Linked DNA regions of Pan troglodytes: region 1 is linked to region 2. A link is a contact called in public Hi-C data. All regions are on one chromosome and are shown on one strand. The core of a region is the stretch at or near the end of the contact, and the rest is flanking DNA. Distances in the headings are between cores, read along the strand shown.

What was found. Hi-C and Micro-C count contacts between places; a contact is called where the count stands out from the background.
Region 1: a contact with region 2 is called in a Hi-C map of stem cell-derived neural progenitor cells, with 12 times the contacts expected there. The contact joins the promoter of CTTNBP2NL here to the promoter of CAPZA1 in region 2. A contact is called at or near these places in 2 of 7 Hi-C or Micro-C datasets (a lymphoblastoid cell line and stem cell-derived neural progenitor cells), 1 of 1 datasets of contacts at active chromatin or transcription factors (stem cell-derived excitatory neurons) and 1 of 1 other capture datasets (stem cell-derived neural stem cells).

What each region holds. Positions count from the first base shown.
Region 1 is chr1:118,795,768-118,800,527 of NHGRI_mPanTro3-v2.0_pri, forward strand. It overlaps CTTNBP2NL (CTTNBP2 N-terminal like), which reads right to left and starts at 3,164. Exons shown (of 6, transcript XM_513635.6): 1 at 2,599-3,164.
Region 2 is chr1:118,570,862-118,575,772 of NHGRI_mPanTro3-v2.0_pri, forward strand. CAPZA1 (capping actin protein of muscle Z-line subunit alpha 1) reads right to left here and starts at 3,336. Exons shown (of 10, transcript NM_001280282.1): 1 at 3,285-3,336. The coding sequence starts at 3,323. ST7L (suppression of tumorigenicity 7 like) reads left to right here and starts at 3,359. Exons shown (of 15, transcript XM_063798255.1): 1 at 3,359-3,524.

The DNA.
Region 1 (4,760 bases), core at 1,914-4,413, 220 kb after region 2:
TTTCTAACTAGCAGATTATATATATTTTTTTAACTTTTTTTTTTTTTTTTTTTTTTTTTGGTTAAGAGACAGGGTCTCTTTCTGCTGCCCAGGCTGGAGAGTGCAGTGGCATGATCATAGCTCACTGTAACCTCAAACACCTGGGCTCAAGCAAGCCTCCTGCCTCAGCCTCCCAAGTAGCAAGGATTACAGGGATGAGCCACCACACCCTGCCTCACAGATATTTCTTTATAAGAAATTCAAAATTTTAGTCACTTAAGACACTGGAATTTCATAAGACAGAAGATGGGGAAAATCAAGTTAAATGAGACAACAAGTAGGCCGTTTATACTAACAAATTGTGCCAAATCTAATCAGTACATTGCCTTTCAGTCTACCCTAAGGTGACAGCTTCAAACTAAGTTAAACAAACACTCATTAAGTCATATTATATACTAGGAACTGTGAAAGATACAAAGATGAAAAACAAAAAACTATCTGCCCTCAAAGAATTTATAATTCAAGGAGAGAGATCAGACATCTATCCTCTGCATACTATGCTTTTCTTCATCTAGCAGGACCAAACAGGTGTTGAAAAGGTTAAAGGAAAGATTTGCAAGACCCAAAAGTGTAACAAACAGATCTTGCTTACTGTGCTAAATAATAAAAGAATATTATTTGCTTTTTCCTATTAAACCTCGGCAATCACAACTTTGGTTTGCTTAGTCTCTTACCTTAGTTTATTTTCTGTTCTCTGTTGATATAATACAACTTATCTTTTTGGGATTTTCTGTTCTGCTTTTAGTTTTTTCTGCTGTTATTGCTGGGAGCTCACGTCTTACCCTTCTATTGCAGCACACATTGCGTTTGCTAGAGACACCCTCCAGTTTCTTCTTTGTACTTTCTTACTGGAGATTTGGAAACAATCACTGAGAAGACCTGTGAACACCGAGTGGCTCTGAAAACTTCAAACCTAACTATTCAAAAGTAATTATCTTTAGGAAGTCTACCTTCAGAAAGTCTAATCAAGAAGGTAAAAGACAACAGTCATTACAATCACCCTCTGTGATTCCAACTCCTTGCATTTTATTGCCATCAGCTTTGGCTATAGCTGACAGCGGGGAGGTAGACTTGAGATTGGAAGCAAAAGAAACTATGCTAAAAATATGGTAAATTTTAATATATAAAAGCGCTAGCAATAGATAATTACTGGGGATTCAACGACATTAACATGAGGTCAAAATCAATACTTTGCACCTGCTGAAATGAAGGCCACTTGACAAAACCTTTAGGAGCACACTAGAGAGGCACTTTTTGGTAAACATGAATAGCTAGAATACCTTGCCTTTATTTACTCTTATCTCTGAGATTTAAAAATTGTTCTTACTTTTCATCCTCTAAATTTTGATAGATGATCGTAAAACCAATCAAAATATACATGAATGTTTCCTGGGGGCGGGGAGGACACTATAAAAAAGGGGTTAGAGAGTTACCAAAGGACACAGGACTAGATTAATCATAAACCTAGATGACTGACCCTGAATTTTCTTCAAACACTTCCTGTCTTTTGTTTCAACCTGCAGTATACCTTCAAGGTTAACTGCAGTCTCCCTGAGCAATGGACCAGCCCACCCTAGACTGGGATATACTCATTCCGAATCCACTGCTACTTATTTACTTATGTATACTGTTTCATTTGAAAACATGGTGTTATTCATTGACTGTCAAGCAACAAATACTGCATTCCTGCCCACACAAAGCCAACTCTGCAGATATCCAACACACCCACCTCACTGTGAAATATAAGATGGCTTTTCATCAAGTTCTCAGGGAGGAAATAGGGTGGAAAAGGAAAAATGAAACGCAATTCAAACCTAAGAAACCCTTAGAGGCTGGGTTCTCCCAGAAGGAACAGAAAGTAGAAGGAAGGTACAAAGGGTGAAGGAGAGGAGGTCCTAGTTCTCCCTCTTTCACAGTCCAAAGAAGTCCCAAAACAGGAGAGCTCTCGACTCCTCACAAGAGGCCAGAGGATGCGAGGGGCTGCGGGAGGAAGACTGAGCATCAGAGAATGGGGGATGGGAAGAACTTAAGTGGGAGAAGCCGCTTCCTCCGTAAAGCTGGCTGTCTAGGTCGGTCTTTGATTTTTGCTTCGCCCCATCCCTCCTTTTTGGGAAACACCAATTTTATCTTACGGAGGAAAGCAGCTCCAGTCCCACCCTGGCGAGCAGGGACAGGTGTAGGGAGGGATGTCTGGCCTTCCGGGGGTACAAAATGGGGTTGGGGGCGGCAGCCTAGAGAATCGGTACCTGTGAGTCCTCTCCGCCAAGGCTGAGGTGCGGGGTGGGAGGCGCCTTTGAATGAGGGGTGTCAGAGGGAAGCCCCTTCTGAGGAGCTGGGAATCGACGAGGGACAAAAAGTAGCTGTGAGGACCCTCGAAGGATGAGGAGCCGCCTCCTCGGGGAATACCGGGAGGTGGAGGAGACGGCCCCGCCCCCTCAGGGGATGGGCCCAGAGGCCGTTGAGACGGCGGCGGGAGGCTACCGGTGCCCCTATCCTTGCTTTGCTCTTGAGAACCCGGCCTCCCAGCCATCACCAAGCCCCAGGGATAGTTGCTCCTACCTTTCCACGACGCTCCGGGCTCCGCTCCCCTCCGCCTCCACTCCCCATCCACAGCGGCTGAGGCTCCGCCCCCTCAGCCGCCCGGCGGGGGCATTGGCATTCACCAGCGCCAATCGCCTCCTTGCTTCTCCAGCCTCGGCCCCAATCCGCGCCGGCTGGAGGCGGGGCTTCTCCAAAGTCATTCAGGCTCCTCCCGGGGCCCCAAGATCCCTTTTGTTTGGGAAGAGCAAGGCCGGGATTGAGCTCGCGTCACTTCCGGGAGGAAGCGCCCTCCTGGGTCCTGGGCTTCAGGATGGGCTCGCGCCCCTCCCGGCTCGGGGTCTGCAACTTTCCACCTCTGCGTGGTTTCTGGGCAGGACCGTGACTAGTGCTTCGTGCTTTTACCTGACTGTACGGGGAGTTTAGGAATGGAGGGCTCTGGTGGCCTAATCGATTGGGATTTTATCCAGAATGTTAATAAATGAAGTGGGCTTTGGTGTCTGCATTAGAATGAATTCGTTGTTGAAAAACCTGGCTTCCTTGCTCCCTTTTTTTTCTTTTTTCTGGAAGCGCCTGTGGGCGTGGTGCTGGAAGCAAGGGTGCAAAGATGAAACACCTGGAGATCATCCTTCTCTCAACCACATTTTGTACAGAAGAGGATACTAACTTTGGGGGACATAAACCCAGCCGACCTGCCTTCCAGGCGGAAGTCAAATAATTGCAAATTTGTGTGGCAGGTTTTTCCACCCTATGCTTGCCAGCTGAGGCGACTGTTTTCTGTCCTTGGCCTCATTATATTGTGGGGAATGGTGTTTGCAGTGAAGTTGAAACAATGGAGAGTACAGAGGATGCAAGGAATGTCTGCCTTGTGAACACAGGAATGCAGATCTTGGTGGCAGCAAGTCTTAGGCAGGACCAAATAACTCAGAGAGGGGAGTGGATGTATAACTAGTTGTATCCCTACCTAAGGTCAAAGTTTCTGAATTCCTTTTCCACAGAATGGCTGTCAGCTCACAGATTGATTCAGCTGGTTACATTTACAATAACCACATTATTTTAAATACAATATAATAAATATTTGAGACGAATATTCATAATGCATAAATAATGTAGTACACTTAATACATTATCCCTAAACTTAGCAATTATAATTCGCAAGACAGCATTAGGGACCTAGTGCTTGCCTAGGCAGACAGTCCCCAAGGCAGATGCAGCCTGCCTCATGCAGTTTACAGTCTGACTGAGGGATGTGATCAGTTTGTGCGATTATAGTCTGAAAGAAGTAAACAAGTATTTATCATGTTATCACTGTGCCATGTACTTTCATTTAATGGTATTTGATGTCATTTTCAGTGCTGTATGAGAAATCTATCCTACAGTGTAGGATAGACATCATTGTGTCCAATTTACAGATGAGAAGATAGAGATTCAGAGAAGTCAAATAAAGTCATAGAGCTAGTAAATGGTAAAGAATTTCCAGTAAGGATGTATGACTCCATACTTATGCCATATTCTGCTCACTTCACACTGGCTCTCACATGCTGGACTAAGAATGGGCGTGGATGATGGTAAAGCAAACATTAGAGCCAGAAGGACAGCTCTATGCCTCCCCTTGTTGATTTTAGGCTTGGGAGGGTCATCTCTGTATATGAAGGATAGCAAGACTATGAGTGAAGGTGCTCAATAGCAGTGTAAGTGAATCTGGAGTAATGATGCAGGGTATACTGAACTTCAGAAAGGCATTATGCCTTGTGTTCTGAAAACTGACAATCTGAAAGCTAAGATGAAGGGCCAGGCACAGAGTAGGTACTCAATAAATACTGACTTGAAACAAAATGTCTGAAATGATTACAAATACAGAGTGTTAGGTGCTGGAGCAGGCAAAGGAACTTGAAAAATCCCATTTCCTCCTCCTCCCTTTCGCTCTGCCTATGGGTATGCAATGAGGAAGTGCCTCATCGCCTGACAATGAAGCAGATGTGGGAGAACAAGCTATTTTCTGCTGGCTTCTGAGTCACTCTAAGAGTTGTTCTAGTGAATCAGCTCCTCCCTTGTTTTTCTTTTCTTTTCTTTTTTTTTTTAATCGAGATGGAGTCTTGCTCTGTCTCCCAGACTGGAGTGCAATGGCGCAATCTCTCACTACAACCTCCGCCTTCTGGGTTCAAGCGATTCTCCTGCCTCAG
Region 2 (4,911 bases), core at 2,086-4,585:
CACGCCTGCAATCTCGGCACTTTGGGAGGCCAAGGCAGGCGGATCACGAGGTCAGGAGTTTGAGACTAGCCTGACCAACATATTGAAACCCTGTCTCTACTAAAAATACAAAAAATTAGCCGGGTGTGGTGGCGGGTGCCTGTAATCCCAGCTACTTGGGATGCTGAGGCAGGAGAATCACTTGAACTCAGGAGGTGGAGGTTGCAGTGAGCCGAGATCGTACCATTGTACTCCAGCCCGCTGGGAGACAGTGCAAGACTTCGTTTCAAAAAAAAAAAAAAAGTATAAAATATTTTTCATGTGCTCTAACAAAGCCCTCATATTTCATCTATTTACAACATTTTCTACAGCTCTACTAAATAATTTTGATAAACTTGTTTCTCAAAAATGCCTTAACACCACTACCATTGTCTAAACTGAAAGCATGTAGTTTTTCTTAATACTGAAAACTTTATCTTATTACTGAAAGCATTGTCTAAACTGAAAGCATAACTTCTCAATTACCATACTTTTGAAATTGTACACAAATATTCCACTAGTTAGGCTGAAGGGAAAAAATATGCTAGTCACACTTTTTTCCAGCCCCCCAAAATTCTCTTTGCTTTTATGTTTTACAAATGTTGAATGAAATAAAGGAAATAGACAATGAAAAGAACCCAAAGAAGTAATTCATCTCATATTTCAGGATTCCTAATTATAGTATCTTGGTCTTGCTAAGCATGTAACTAAAGAGCTCAAGTTCATTCTCAGAAACTGTGAACTCAAAGCTACAACTAAAAGATTTATTTCTAAAAGTTATTACACTTTCAACTTCCTGTTTTATTTAGACAGCTCATCATGACCATTTCAGGTAACAAAACCCAACTTCCTCTTTATAAAGTGATTAAAAAAACTTCAGCAGTTATGAGAATAGATGATATTACTAGCTTTTACATAAATATTTACAAGGAAATTAAGAGTCCATTATCACCAAATTTTCTAAAGGTTCACTGCCTTTAGAAAATGTAACAAAGATAAAAAACAATATTAAAATATACTTGGCAACAAAAAAAGTATGCTAGAAGAGGAAACTGGTCACAGATCTGCTATTAAAAAAAACAATACTGGCTGGGCTCGGTGGCTCACGCCTGTAATCCCAGCACTTTGGGAGGCCAAGGCGGGCAGATCATGAGGTCAGGAGTTCGAGACCAGCCTGGCCAACATAGTGAAACCCCGTCTCTACTAAAAATACAAAAAATTAGCCAGGCGTGGTGGCGGGCGCCTGTAATCCTAGCTACTCGAGAGGCTGAGGCAGGAGAATCGCTTGAACCAGAGAGGCAGAGGTTGCAGCGAGCGGAGATCGCACCACTGCACACCACCCCGGGTGACAGAGCGAGACTCCATCTCAAAAAAAAAAAAAAAAACCATAACCCAAGACATTAATGTTATTAATTAAAACACTGCCAGTATCTAAAGGCATCTTAATTGGCATTTTAAAATATATATTTTCCCAAGTTTAATTAAAGGCATTCTAACCTGGTATCAAAGACAAAAATCCAACAACACTGGTCAATGTGTATCAGGTAGGCACAATAAACTTAAAAGTTTATTATTTAAATTATTTGTGAAATTTTGGCCGGCCGCGGTGGCTTACGCCTGTAATCCCAGCACTTTAAGTGGCAGAGACGGATGGATCGTTTGAGCCCAAGAGTTTGAGACCGGCCTGGGCAACAAGACGAAACCCACTCTCTACAAGAAATACAAAAATTAGCTGGACTTGGTGGCGGGTGCCTGTAATCCCAGCTACTCGGGAAGCTGAGGCAGGAGAATAATTTGAACCGGGGAGGCGGAAGTTGCAGTGAGCAGAGCGAGACTCCGTCTCAAAAAAAAAAAATTGTTTAGTTGTATTGTAACAGGATTTTTGCTTAATTTTATTTGAATAGTAACTATTTGCCTTAGAACAATTTATTATAGATCGATTTCCAGCATAGGCTTATACATAAATGTTTGTTTTTGTCCTAAATCTTAAACATGTATGAAGATCAGTTTCCAAATAAGAGAAAATCTAACGCTGTTGTCAATGGCTTGTTAAACATTTCAAAATGGCATACCATATCTACATATATCAAGTTATTCCGTACAGAGGACTTATGGATCATAACAGTCCCCTTCCCATCCCAACTTCTTATTGAAAAAAACACCCAGGTAGATTTACAGAGCACTCAAGGGGACACATTTTCTAATAGCCACAGTGGGAGACAAATGTAATAATTCTTGTCCAATAAGTTGCCTTGTGAGGTCATTCTAAGTTCTACGTGCCCTAAAACCATGTACTTACTGAAAAGCCTGACAAACTGTTATGAAACTGTGCAACTGTCAGAAGAAAAGTTATTCCACCTTAGAATGTGCTCTTGTATTTAAGACCCTTTTCAAGAAATGAGTATACAAACTGCACACTGACAAATTCAACTAATCAAAGACTCCACAGTGGAGCATCAAAGAAGGCAGGATGCTTTGTTCAGTCTTGAACGTGTTAACATAAGGTTTATTATGTGTTACAGAAAACCTTTCTGGAGGTTAAGAAAATCCATCAGCTATTCTAGATTTGTTAACAAGAAACAAAATTTTCAAAAATTATCGTTAAAAGGGATGTGTCTATAGGGAAAGACTGGTGTTCAAATTCTGAAGCAAATGCCCTGAGGCTCACAGATTTATTATAGCGAATCAGACAGGCGACAGTACAGGAGAAAAGTAGTGCATGTGTAGTGAGATGGACAACATTTGGGACCTCTCCCTGTCGAAGAGTCGTGACAGCAAAATCACTTCCTGAGGAAGGAGGAGCAAAAGGGAAGTTAAGAGGCCATCCTGACCAGGAAGTGACTCGCCCTAAACTAACCCCAATTATATCTACAAATGGGGGGATGGGGTGAGCCCCAACTGCTAAAGGCGGTAAAATAACTGCTTTTTGATATGTCGCAACATAACCACCACCCTCTCGCAAAATTACAGAAAAAAGTCCACAGTCACGATCCAATAAAGGAAACGTCTGTTCCCTTGCAGGGAGGCCCCTGGGCTGTGCCTCTCAGGCCTGAGAGAAAAGGAGAGTCGAGGAACGAGGAACTGGGGCCACCGTGAGGCAGAGGAAAGCCCCGTAAGAGGGAAGCGTCCCGACTGCGGAGAGCGTATGTCAGCATGGACCAAGAAGCTTCTTTTTCCTGGGGACACTGCTAGGCTCCCAACGCAGCCGGGCCGGGCCCCAGTTCCCTGTCGGGGGAGGAGGTAAGAGAGAGAGGCGGACCCCTTACCTTCTCCTCATCCGACACACGATCATCGAAGTCGGCCATCTTGGGCTGTTCTGGCCCAGCCCGGCTACGGGCGCGAGGCAGGCCGGGAAGAAAGCCGAGTGATGGAATCACCGCGGCGGCCGTCGGAAGGACCCGCCCGGAAACGCCAACGAAGAGGGCCCCATGTCAGTTATGCGCGGGAGTGACGTCTCCTAACGCCAGCGCCCGCGCCCGCGCCCCAGGAAGTAGGGTTTGCCTTAGGTGATTTGAAGTCTAATATCTTTCCCAATGAGTTACACTCATTTCCCATCCATCTAATGGGCGCTGGCAGCGTGTTTCGATTATTCTTGGCTTCTGGCCTCCATCCGACCAAATAGCTGTTGCTACTCCTACAAGTTTTTCTGGTGTCCGTTATCTCCACGACAGCCGAATCCAAAGCTCTAAGAGCTGCTCGGCAGCTGGAACGATCGGTGGCTTTTCCAACCCCGGGGGGGGGGGTGTGAAAGGTGACTCTCATTTCGTTTGGAAGCGGTAACACTTCACTTCGGGGTCACATCTCAGTCCAGTTCCTCCAGAACAGGCGCTGCTGTCCGCCCCTTCCCTGCCCCACGAAAGAATAGGTAGCCCCAATCTTGAGACACGCTCCTCCACCTTCGAAATCTTCTCGGTCCCGGTTCCCCAGGACTCAGCCTTCACAGAGGCCAACTTCAGGTCCGCCACTATCCCAGGATTCCCGACTCCCGGTTTCCTGTCCTTCTCCCCTCCCAGCTCCTGGCGCCTGCGATAGCGGCAAGATGGCGGACCGTGGCGGCGTGGGTGAAGCCGCAGCTGTTGGAGCGTCTCCTGCATCTGTCCCTGGCCTAAACCCGACGCTAGGCTGGAGGAAGCGACTGCGGGCCGGGCTGGCGGGGACTGGGGCCTCGTTGTGGTTCGTGGCGGGGCTGGGGCTGCTTTACGCTCTGAGGATCCCTTTGAGGCTGTGTGAGAATTTGGCAGCGGGTGAGAGGACCAGACCTCCTGGGGCAGGGCGGGGGGCGAGGAGAGATGTCGGGGGCAAGAGCCAAAGGGCAAGAGATTCTCGGTAGTCCTAGAGGGCCTCTGAGGAGTCGATGATGAGCGATCAAGTGAGTTCTTTTTCTTTTGGGCTGCAACCTTGCAGTTGATTGACAAGCCTGCTGCCGTTACCGGCTCCTCCGTAGAACTCTTAAGGTCCGCCCTCTCTCTTATGTCCTCGTTTTTCCGTGGAAAAGCCACCTGACAAGGTATAAGCTTCAGGTATTAGGACAGAAGAGTGTCTCAGATGAGGATACGTAATTTATATTGGCTCCCCCACCTCTGGTAGGATCCCTTAAAAGTCACTACTTTGAGTCTCCCGCTGCCCAGCTGAAAGAACTCATATCCAGGCAACAAAGATGAGCACATCTGTAATTTAAAGATTTCAGAGAAAGAAAATGGCATGATTTCAATTGACGATTCTCTTGTTTTAAAATAGTTCTGTTAAGAAATCGTTTTCGTGATAGTTTTGTCTGTTCTTTTAGGCTTATCTTGAGTAATAAAATAGTACAGGAAGTGAGAGCGCCACAAACAACAGTGGGTTTGCTAGTTCTTTCGACGTCTGTAGAACACTTGCTACGTAGTCTGTGCTGAC